Regions from separate parts of the Pan troglodytes genome. Here region 1 is linked to region 2. A link is a contact called in public HiChIP or PLAC-seq data. All regions are on one chromosome and are shown on one strand. The core of a region is the stretch at or near the end of the contact, and the rest is flanking DNA. Distances in the headings are between cores, read along the strand shown.

The links. HiChIP or PLAC-seq counts read pairs in DNA pulled down with a chosen protein or histone mark.
Region 1: an H3K4me3 HiChIP or PLAC-seq map of stem cell-derived excitatory neurons shows a contact between it and region 2, with 2.4 times the contacts expected there. The contact joins the promoter of ZC3H10 here to the promoter of SPRYD4 in region 2. A contact is called at or near these places in 1 of 7 Hi-C or Micro-C datasets (stem cell-derived neural progenitor cells) and 1 of 1 datasets of contacts at active chromatin or transcription factors (stem cell-derived excitatory neurons).

Annotation. Positions count from the first base shown.
Region 1 is chr10:39,894,789-39,900,863 of NHGRI_mPanTro3-v2.0_pri, reverse strand. ZC3H10 (zinc finger CCCH-type containing 10) reads left to right here and starts at 3,965. Exons shown (of 3, transcript XM_509133.9): 1 at 3,965-4,226; 2 at 5,003-5,066. The coding sequence starts at 4,067. It overlaps RPL41 (ribosomal protein L41), which reads left to right and starts at 2,023. Exons shown (of 4, transcript XM_063786577.1): 1 at 2,023-2,564; 2 at 2,679-2,703; 3 at 3,093-3,115; 4 at 3,387-3,737. The coding sequence starts at 2,692. The coding sequence ends at 3,429.
Region 2 is chr10:39,544,447-39,550,170 of NHGRI_mPanTro3-v2.0_pri, reverse strand. SPRYD4 (SPRY domain containing 4) reads left to right here and starts at 4,440. Exons shown (of 2, transcript XM_001168831.6): 1 at 4,440-4,542; 2 at 4,889-5,724. The coding sequence starts at 4,458. The coding sequence ends at 5,427. MIP (major intrinsic protein of lens fiber) reads right to left here and starts at 4,445. Exons shown (of 5, transcript XM_063786546.1): 1 at 4,316-4,445. The coding sequence starts at 4,445.

The DNA of each region.
Region 1 (6,075 bases), core at 2,716-5,215, 350 kb before region 2:
TGTTTATCTTGAATTCAAGAAGCCAGGAAGAATGGTACACTAGTTTTCAGGGCCAGACTAAGGTCAGATGGGTAATTAGTTTATCTTACTACATGTCAGGAATTGCTAAACTAGAGATACTACAAGTGAACAGAACTGAACACAGGTCAAATGTGTAATGATGTATATCTACCATTAAAATAGAGTAGTTTTAGTGCCCTAAAAATCCTCTGTGTTTGCCTGTTCATCTCTCTCTCCTTGCTTACGCATTTATCCAAAGGCAAAGAATGTACAATGCCAATGCCAAGAGTGAACCCTAGTGTAAACTAAACTATGGATTTGGGGTGATAATGGTATATCAACGTAGGTTCTATTGTTAACAAATGTACCACTCTGGCAGGGTGGAGTGATGTTTATAAAGGGGGAGGCTATATGTGTGGGAAATGTCTATACCTTTCTCAATTTTGCTGTGAACCTAAAACTGTTCTAAAAAATTAAGTCTATTAAAAAAAGAAAAAAACAGCCAAGTGCGGTGGCTTATACCTGTAATTCCAGCACTTTGGGAGGCCGACGCAGGCAGATCACCTGAGGTCAGGAGATCAAGACCAGCCTGGCCAACATGGTGAAACCCCATCTCTACTAAAAATATAAAAAGCCAGGCTTAGTGGCGGGCGCCTGTAATCCCAGCTACTTGGGAGGCTGAGGCAGGAGAATCGCTTGAACCCAGGAGGCGGAGGTTGCAGTGAGCCAAGATCGCGCCACTGCACTCCAGCCTGGGTGACAAGAGTGAGATTCCATTCCGTATCAAAAACAAGCAAACAAAATTTCCCTCAAAGAGCTTATAAACTAGTTGGCAATCATCAGTTGAAATCTTGGTGGAATTGATACAAAATAATTCTGCTAGGATTTTTTTTGTTTCAAAAAAATTGTCATATATATTTGGGTGGTGACAATACTACAACTACTTAGAAGGAACCTAATTTTAAAAACGTTTTTCAGGGATTGAAAGTGGAACCTAATTTTAAAAACGTTTTTCAGGGATTGAAAGTGGAACCTAATTTTAAAAACGTTTTTCAGGGATTGAAAGTGGAACCTAATTTTAAAAACGTTTTTCAGGGATTGAAAGTGAAATGCTATCCTGGAATATAATAAAGGGAAACCACAAAAAAAGAGGGATTGTAACAATCACATACAAAATGTTACAGTATTTTAAACTGTAAGATGAAGTCTCTATAGGGAAAGGGTTCTTTTTCATCCCCCATTAACTCAAAAGTTTCCTGTAGCCAAATCTTAGGGGATCTGGTTGTTTTCCAGTGCTTCTCACCTGAGCATACAATCAAACTGGGAAGTTCTTTATCTTAACACCAAATGTCATACTTTCCCTAGATTTAGGTAATTTTCTCCCTATGTCCGTTGGTTCGCTCTTCACCCCTAGAGAATCACTGCATAGGTCACAAGAGCCTCGACTTCCTGGGCTCGAGATTCCCCCACCTCAGCCTCCCAAAGTGCTGGGATTACAGGCATGAGCCACCGTGCCCAGCCCGCTGACGTATTTTCTGAACAAATGATGCATTGTAGCCAGGAATCTCTAGTGATATTTTGCTTCAGGCATCGTGGGGAAAGACCATAATCAGCTATTTTATTCTTGAAATTTAGGAAAAATAATTGCTCTATCTTAAACAGTGAGAGAATATTTTTTGAAGTATGGCAGCTTTCCCGAATCCCCACTTTATATCTTCCTATGTTCTGAAATCTTAGGACCTTCGATGGTTCCGCAATCGAATCACCCTGCAGCAATTTATTTTAGAAAATAAGGCAAACCGGCTGGGCGCGGTGGTTCATGCTTGTAATCCCAGCACTTTGAGAGGCCGAGGCGGGCGGATCGCTTGAGCTCAGGAGTTCGAGACCAGCCTGGGCAACACAGCGAAACCTCGTCTCTACTAAAAATACAAAAATTAGCCAAGTGGCGCGCGCCTGTTGTCCCAGCTGCTCGGGAAGCTGAGGCGGGAGAATCGCTTGTACTCAGGAAGCGGAAATTGCGGTGAGCCGAGATCGCGTCACTGCACTCCAGCCTGGGTGACACAGTGAGATCCTGTCTCAAAAAAGAAAAAAAGAAAGAAAGAAAGAAAGAAAGAAAGAAAGAAAGAAAAAGAAAAGAAGGCAAACCAGTAAAACAAGAATTTCTGTACAGTCCGCGCCTATCCATAGCAAAATGGAGGACTTCTCCAGGGAACTGCAACTCCCAAGAAGCAATGCGAGGGAAGGTGGCGGTCACAATTTTTTCCCCGTCTGCACCTCTAGGTCCAATATTGGAAATAGGTGCTGACGTTTAAATAACACAGCGTCCTCATACTAAATCTGGGGGGGAACTGGTAACTCGAAAACCAAATACTCGGTCTTCCGAAAGAACTAACTCAACCTACTCCTCTGCAAGAGGGTCCGAAAACCATTGTTACGCCCATTGGGTAGCCCCGCCCTTGGGGGGGGCAAAGGGCGTGAAAGCGGAAGTGACGACACCCGGCGCTCCACTAAATAGCCGTAGACGGAACCTCGGCTTTCTCTCGGCCTTAGCGCCATTTTTTTGGGTGAGTGTTTTTGGTTCCTGCGTTGGGATTCCGTGTACAATCCATAGACATCTGACCTCGGCACTTAGCATCATCACAGCAAACTAACTGTAGCCTTTCTCTCTTTCCCTGTAGAAACCTCTGCGCCATGAGAGCCAAGGTGAGCGGTTCCTGGTAGTAAGCTTGGGAGGTAGGAGTTGGCGAGTAGTAGCGGGGAGACGAAGGCAAGTCCGCCATACCTCCTGAACTACTGGGTTTCGAGGGTGCCCAAGAGCTGGTGGGAGAGAGAAGGTAGTTTGTGAGAGAGCTAGCGGTTAAGTGCTATGGGTAGAGAGGGTGGGATTAGAAAAGGGTGGAATTCTGATCTTATGTTGGGAGGGTGTCCAAGTTACTGATGTAGTTGTTACGACCAATCTTTCATACTTCTTGGTTAAGAATCTGTCCGTTTCTAAAGAGTGCATTTCATATCCTTGCTAAGCCTACTAATAAGCTTCATCCCTTTTTTTTTTTTTTTATTTTAATTATCTGCTGCTTGTGATCGGTTGCTAGTGGAGGAAGAAGCGAATGCGCAGGTACGTTGAGACTTTGCCAGCCCAGGAGTAGGGAAGTTCCTTGGACAAAACTTAGGAGAAACATTTGGTTTGGAAATCTTAAAAGGTCTTTAGGAGAAAAACGTTTGAGTGTTCTCTCCCTAGAGCCAAGAATTTAACAGAACAGAGAACGATAGAACCGTAGTGCTTGTTCATTTTACCACCTCATTCTTTATGTGGACGTTTGATTTAATGTGGGAGGGAAAGACAACTCTGGTTTGAGGTGTATTCTATTCCTGTGTCTGCTTTTCAGGCTGAAGCGCAAAAGAAGAAAGATGAGGCAGAGGTCCAAGTAAACCGCTAGCTTGTTGCACCGTGGTGGCCACAGGAGCAGAAACATGGAATGCCAGACGCTGGGGATGCTGGTACAAGTTGTGGGACTGCATGCTACTGTCTAGAGCTTGTCTCAATGGATCTAGAACTTCATCGCCCTCTGATCGCCGATCACCTCTGAGACCCACCTTGCTCATAAACAAAATGCCCATGTTGGTCCTCTGCCCTGGACCTGTGACATTCTGGACTATTTCTGTGTTTATTTGTGGCCGAGTGTAACAACCATATAATAAATCACCTCTTCCGCTGTTTTAGCTGAAGAATTAAATCATCTTGTCTATTATGTTTTTTATGGTTCCATCGGGTGGGGGTTTTCTGTCATTAGAGTTTGGCCTGTCACTACCTGTGCTATGGAGGGTATCAAAGCTATAAAGGCAACAGCCCGGGTTATGTGGTGTGGTTTGCATCTCGCTGGAGTTGGATGGGATATGGTACGTCTCTGGAGGCAGGTTTTAGGTTTCGCTGGTTATTAGGGGCCAATGCTGGTACCGCCCCTTTCCAGGAGGGCTGCCCTGGCGACTACCGCTTAGTAGACCATGTCGTGCCTTTGGGTTGGGTTGCCATGGTGACACGCAAAGCGTGCTGGGAACGTCCTGCGGCATGTCGCACGCGTACTTCATACACCATAGAGTATGGTTCCGGGTCTGGTGGCTAGAGCGTCGCTTCTTCCGCAGGAAGCGGAAGAGCGATCGGGTAGGCGGCTCTTTGTCGAAGCTAGAGGACCGGCAGGCGGCAGCAGCAACTACGGCGGCGGCGGCAGGTGAGGGAGGCGGGAGACTTAGGTGGAGGCCGCGCCCGGAGGGGAGGAGTCGGGGCCGGCCCAGCGGCTGGGCTCGGCCAGGCCACAGAAGGCCCCCCAGAACCGAGCTGGCTCGTCCTCACACCCCAGGGCAGTGCCCCTTTTCTGAGTGACCCCGCATCGCGAGCAAACGCCAGCTTCGTGACGTCACAACCCTGCCCATCCCCTCAGCTTGATGACACCTGGAGCTCCAGCTCCCCGCTTCACTTCGCGCGCCCTTAGTGTCCCATTCACGTAGCCCACGGCTGAGCGCCGGCGGCACTGCACGGAACCTGCCAAGCTAGAAGACTTGCTGCGGGAAAACTCCTAGGACTTCTTTCGCAAACTCTAGGGTGTTGGGAAGCGTCACAATCACTGCCTTCAAGTCTAATCGGCCATCCCAATGCACTGTCAGACGCTGCCTTTTTAAGGTTCCTCACTAGCCATTACTAACTCCAGCCCTTGGCCGTGCTCTGACCCTCACATCCTCTTTCATCTTGAGGCAGGGCGCCCCGCACTCTTTGTTCACTCAGGGCTGGTTTTCCAACCCATCCTCCCAGTCCCTCCGAATTAGTTTTATCTCTTACTCTTCTTACTGGCAACTTCTCCCTTGGACAGGTGAAGTTCAGTTTGAACCCTGAGGAAATCCTCACGTTCCCGAAGCTTTGCCGTTTTGTCAGATTTCTTGTGACAACCACCCCATAGTCCTCCACTCTTACTCCTTCTTCCACCCAAGTCTCTGTTTTTTTCCTGCTCAGAACCCAGCAGTGATGTGGAGGTGGAGACCCACAGGAGCCCCGGACTTCACCTGAGCTACCTCAGGTATCAATTCTGGGAGAGTTGGGTGGGGAGGAGCATCATAACTAATTATCTGCTGCTGGTGCGACTTGCAACGTCAGCCAGGCTTGGATAGATGGCATTTGTACTTCACCTGGTCATTCCCCTTTACTAAAAGTTTGTATCTTCTTTTACCACTTCTTTCCTTGATTGCTTCTATTATTCTGGGACTACCTCTCTTTAGAGGAGGAGGACCCTCTTACAGATTCTCTTGTAACTCTGGCCTCTGGTTTGGTTAGTTCATTTTAGGGAGATCTGAAGGCAAAGTCACAGTAGTGGGGTGGGGGTAGGTCAAGGCCAAAGGAGTTAGGAAAGATTCCCTTATTCTCAAAGGGAACAATATGAAGTTTTCCTATTTCAGCAGCAGGGGGAGCCTGAACACCGCATAGGAAAGGCTTGGGAGGTCAGACACGTGGTAGCAGGGACTCCAGGTCTTACTGGGGGTGGAGAGAGGGGAGGGCTAGAACCAGGGCAGTGGACTGACATTCCAAAGCTCTCTTGGGAAATAGGAGACTTTAAAAGCTTTTATGGAGTCTATAAATAAAGAGGATCTTTATGGGTTGAGGAATGGTGTGGTTGGATGTCAGTGGGATCTTCACATAGGGGAGTAGGAAGGGGGTGGGGAATGGGGAAAGGTCACTTGTTCCTGTGAAATTAACTCCTTCCCACTTGACCTTATCACAAATGGTTTGTCCTGGGAAATCTAGAAGTGGAGACTCTAACTTAGAACTCCTATCCTGAAACAGAAGGGGCTGACCTCTCTGCCGTTGACAGTGATGATGGCTGGGAGGGAATACTAAAATATGACAGGTTTTGAGACTCCCCTCAAGCTGGTGACACCAGTCTCTTCACCCAGGATTTCTTGGTTTCTAGAGATTTGATGTGTACAGAGCCCTTACCTGAGGAAAAGGAAAGGGGGTTAAGGAAGTTTTGTTACCAGTGTCCCATCTTCTACAGCCCTAGTAGCTCAGTAGCCCATCTTGGGCACTATTCC
Region 2 (5,724 bases), core at 3,191-5,690:
AAAAAAAAAAAAGAATTATAATTACAATGAGCAACGAGGCAGCTAAATCATCTGAATGAGGAAGGTGAGTTTATCAAATGAATGGTCAGCCTGTAAAAGGTAAATAATACAAGAGATGACAAGCAAGGCTATTCCCTGAATAAGGAATAAAGTAATGGATGTGTCTTAAGTGACGGTGTGAGGGATGTGTAGTGATTGCTTCAGCTCTCACAGGAACCAAAGGGGAAATCCTACAGAAACACAATCCTGGAACCTTCCCATTACTACCAAAATGCAAAGTATTGACAGAGCAGGACTTTGCTGAAGGAAATCTCTAAGCTCTCTTCTCACGTTATTTAGCTGACTGAAAAGTCTGGGCCATGCTGACCCCTGGTGGAGACAATGGGCCACTGCACTCCAAACTGGTGGCGAGGCCGGGCGGGAGGCCAAGACGGGTAGATCGCTTGAGGAAAGGGGTTCAAGATCAGCCTGGCCAACACGGTGAAACCCCGTCTCTATTAAAAATACAAAAAATTAGCCAGGCATGGTGGTGCATGCCTGTAGTCCCAGCTACTCGGGAGGCTGAGGCAGGAGAATCGCTTGAACCTGGGAGGCGGAGGTTGCGGTGAGTTGAGATCACGCCACTGAACTCCAGCCTGGGTGACAGAGCCAGACTCTGTCTCAAAAGAAAAAAAAAAAACTGGTGGAGAGAATGAGCCACTGCAGTCCAAAAAATATGGGAACAAAACTTTTTTTTTTTTTTTTTTTTTTAGACAGGGTCTCACTTCGTTGCCCAGGCTCACTGTAGCCTCGACCTCCTGGGCTCAAGCAATCCTCGTGCCTCAGCTTCCCAATTAGCTGGGACTACAGCCGTGCACCACCACACCTGGCTAATTCTAAAATTTATTTTGTAGAGATACGGTCTCCCTATGTTGCCCAGGCTGGTCTCGAACTCCTGGGCTCAAGTGATCCTCTCACCTCAGCCTCCCAAAGTGCTGGGATTACAGGCATGAGCTACCATGCCCAACCACCCTCTCCTTTTATACTCATTCGTTTTAATGAGCACATATTCTGTGGTAAAGGGAACACTAAGGCCCTGGGGCAAAGAGAACACAGTATTTAATCACCTTTCTTAAGAATTCACGACCTAAGCCGGGAGTGGTGGCTCATGCCTGTAATCCCAGCACTTTGGGAGACTGAGGCAGGTGGATCACAAGGTCGGGAGTTCAAGAACAGCCTGACCAAGATGGTGAAACCCCCGTCTCTACTAAAAATACAAAAAAATTAGCCAGGTGTGGTGGCAGGTGCACGTAATCCCAGCTATTCAGGAGGCTGAGGCAAGAGAATCGCTTGAACCTGGGAGGCGGAGGTTGCAGTGAGCCAAGATCACACCACGGCACTTGAGCCTGGGCAACACAGTGAGACTCTGTCTCAAAAAAAAAAAAAGAATTCACAACCTAATGGGTGATATAGGTTTCACTCAGCAGCACTGGGGAGAATGGAGACAAGTTAGACGGCTGATGCAGTTGACGGTGGGGGCTGGTAGGAGTAGGGGGAATGTGATAGGGATTCAGTGACAATCAGATATGTGAGAGGAGACAGACAAGCCAAGGACTCCATGGTTTCTGGGCAACTGGCTGAATATGGGTTGCAATTCATGAGATTCCCTCACTTGCTTAACCATTTCTGCTTTTCAAGCCATAGGTATGGCTTTTGGGAAGTCTCTTCCCACCACTCTCAAATATACTAAATCAGAGGTTTCTCCTTTGTTTCCTGAGCATCCTGTATGACTTCAGTCATGGCACCTAGTGAATTATACTGCAATGGCCCTGTGAACTCTTGAAGAAATCATGTTTTGTGAAAATGAACAAAGAAGGTAGGCAGTAGTCATATCATGTAAAGCCTTGTGACCATGTAAGGGAATTTGAGGCAGGCACATTAACAGATTTAAGCAGGGAGGTTGCATGTCTGACTGTAATGCCGACATTGAATTAGAAGCAGACAGATAGAAGCTGGCAGATCAGCTTAGAAACTACTCACATTTCTACATTGAAATGAGAAAGCCTTGGCCAGGCGCGGTGGCTCATGCCTGTAATCCCAGAACTTTGGGAAGCAGAGGCGGGCAGATCACCTGAGGTCAGGAGTTTGAGACAAGCCTGGCCAACATGGCAAAACCCTGTCTCTACTAAAAGTACAAAAATTAGCAGGGCGTGGTGGTGGGCGCCTGTAGTCCCAACTACTTAGGAGGCTGAGGCAGGAGAATTGCTTGAACCTGGGCAGTGGAGGTTGCAGTGAGCCGAGACTGTGCCACTGCACTCCAGCCTGGGTGACAGAGTGAGACTCAGTCTCAATAAAAAAATAATAAAATAAAATAAATAAATAAAAGAAATGAGAAAGCCTTAAGGCCAAGGATGACAGTGGCCTGAACTAGGGCCATGTGCACCATTCAAGGCAGTTACCACTCTGGGAGAGGAGGAAGAATTTTTGGTTAGTTATTTAGGCTTTTAAATATCTAGGCCAGAAGCCAGGTGTGGTGGCTCACACCTGTAATCCCAGCACTTTGGGAAGCTAAGGTGGGTGGATCACTTGAGGTCAGGAGTTCGAGACCAGCCTGGCCAACATGGTGAAACCCTGTCTCTACTAAAAATACAAAAATTAGGCCAGGTGCAGTGGCTCACGTCTGTAATCCCGGCACTTTGGGAGGCTGAGATGGGTGGATCACCTGAGGTCAGGAGTTTGAGACCAGCCTGACCAATATGGTGAAACCCGTCTCTACTAAAAATACAAAAATTAGCGGCATGCGCCTATAGTCCCAGCTACTCAGGAAGCTGAGACAAGAGAATTGCTTGAACCCGGGAGGCGGAGGTTACAGTGAGCCAAGGTTGCGCCACTGCACTCCAGCCTGGGCAACAGAGTGAGACTCAGTCTCAAATAAAAATTAGCCAGGTGTGGTTGGTGGGCACCTGTAATTCCAGCTACTCAGGAGGCTGAGACAGGAAAATTGCTTGAACTCCAGAGGCAGAGGCTGCAGTTAGCCAAGATCAAACCACTGCACTCCAGCCTGGGTGATAGAGTGACACTCCGTCTCAGAATATACATTTTAAAAATATATATCTAAAATCCTTTTTTGAGGGGTAGGAGGATGGAGGTGGGATGTATGTTGCTATTGCACTGGCCAGCAGAACCTTGAGAAGTGGACTGATTCAAAACATGTAGGCCTGGCATAGTGGCTAACACCTGTAATCACAGCACTTTGGGAGGCAAAGGTGGGAGGGAGGATGGCTTGAGCCCGAGAATTCGAGAACAACTTGGTCAACAAAGTGAAACCCCCGTTTCTACAAAAAAGTTAACGGGGCATGGTGCGTGCACATGTGGTCCCAGCTACATGGGAGGCTGAAGCAGGAAGATCGCTTGTGCCTCGGAGATGAAGGTTGCAGTGAGCTGTGTTTGCGCCACTGTGCTGCATGCAGCCTGGGTGACAGAATGAGACCCTGTCTCAAAAAATAAAATAAAATGGAATGCAGATCGAAATGTTCAATATAGGCTGTCCATAATCTCCTACCTCATACCCTGAACCAAAATATTGCTACTCTTGGTTAAGTTCAGAAAACTGAATGCTGAGTTAAACCATCCGTTCCTAGCCTTGAACATACAAAACCAACATTAACAGTATTTATGTATTTACTATTAATTATAAACAACTGTGAATTACCCAATGGTTGCTATTTGCCAATATATATCTAGATTAATTATTATTATTATTATTTTTTGAGATGGAGTCTTGCTCTGTCACCAGGCTGGAGTGCAGTGGCAGAATCTCGGCTCACTGCAACCTCCCACTCCCTGGTTCAAGCGATTCTCCTGCCTCAGCCTCCCGGGTAGCTGGGATTACAGGCGCGCGCCACCACGCCCGGCTAATTTTTGTACTTTTGGTAGAGGCGGGGTTTCACCATATTGGCCAGGATGGTCTTGATCTCCTGACCTCGTGATCCGCCTGCCTCGGCCTCCCAAAGTGCTGAGATTACAGGCGTGAGCCACCGCACCCGGCCTAGATTATTCTCACTTAATTATTACTAAGGTCTGTATATAATTTCTATTTTATAAATTAGAACACTAAGGCTCAGAAAAGTGGAGTGAGTTGCCCAAACTCACACAGTGAAGCCGGGATCAAAGCTAATTACAGTACTGTCTAATTTTAAAATCTATACTTCTAAGCATCTGGCTACACTATATCTCTAAAAGTTTTACGTAGTTCAAATGTGAGCAGCGTTCGTCTACGCAGAAAAACTGAATAAGCAGCATTAACCGCGGGTAGAAACAGAACAGAAACCACTACCTTGGCGGCCGCCCGCCCCCGGGCGTCGCTCTACGTCATAACACTGCGCGGCCGCCCCTCGCGCACCACGTGCTAGGGGAGCGGGCGGGCAGATGGCTGTGTTTGTAAGCGGGAGGCGTGCCCGGTTCATCCAAGGCGCAAGATGGCGCTGCTTTTTGCACGTTCTTTGCGCTTGTGCCGCTGGGGAGCCAAACGATTGGGAGTTGCCTCCACAGAGGCCCAGAGAGGTAGGATTATCTGTTTTTACTCTTTTACCTCCAGAATGGCTGCCGTCTATTATTCCCAGACCCCACTCCGAGAAGCAACTCCAACCCTCTCGGGTCTTTTCCTTCCTTACCTGCCTTGGTCTCGAGATTCCAAACCTGTGATACCATTTGGTTTCTTTAAATTCCGAGTTTTTCAGCTCCGTGAGCTATCCGTAGTAAAGCGACCTCGCGACTCTCTTGCCCGCTTGGCATTCTGACTCTTCCCTAGTTGCTCGTGTATCATGGCTGCCTGCCTCAGATCTGAATATATCACCAGCCCTAGGGTTCTAGCCCCTGTTATTATCCCGTCTTTTTGCTCTGCCCGCAGGCGTCAGTTTCAAACTGGAAGAAAAAACCGCCCACAGCAGCCTGGCACTCTTCAGAGATGATACGGGTGTCAAATATGGCTTGGTGGGATTGGAGCCCACCAAGGTGGCCTTGAATGTGGAGCGCTTCCGGGAGTGGGCAGTGGTGCTGGCAGACACAGCGGTCACCAGTGGCAGACACTACTGGGAAGTGACAGTGAAGCGCTCCCAGCAGTTCCGGATAGGAGTGGCAGATGTGGACATGTCCCGGGATAGCTGCATTGGTGTTGATGATCGTTCCTGGGTGTTCACCTATGCCCAGCGCAAGTGGTACACCATGTTGGCCAACGAGAAAGCCCCAGTTGAGGGTATTGGGCAGCCAGAGAAGGTGGGGCTGTTGCTGGAGTATGAGGCCCAGAAGCTGAGCCTGGTGGATGTGAGCCAGGTCTCTGTGGTTCACACGCTACAGACAGATTTCCGGGGTCCAGTGGTGCCTGCCTTTGCTCTCTGGGATGGGGAGCTGCTGACCCATTCAGGGCTTGAGGTGCCCGAGGGCCTCTAGTATGTCCATTACTGGAGTCCCTAATCACGCCTTTGGCCAGCCTCCTTTTGAAAGTGTCTGAAGCCTTTTTACTTTGCCTCAAGCAACCTCTAGCTCCCACAATTCAGTGTTGGATCCTCTGTGCAATATCATAATCATCTTCCTCATCCCCTACCTTGTGAAAGCTAGGCATACAGCCAAACCCTCCTTTTCCCCACCCACCAACTACTGCCAATTTCCTAGGCTACCATGGGTGTATCTTCCCTGACCTGCTTCCTTCAGTCTCTCTGCCTCCCTTTGCCCAGGCCTTTCTCAGAC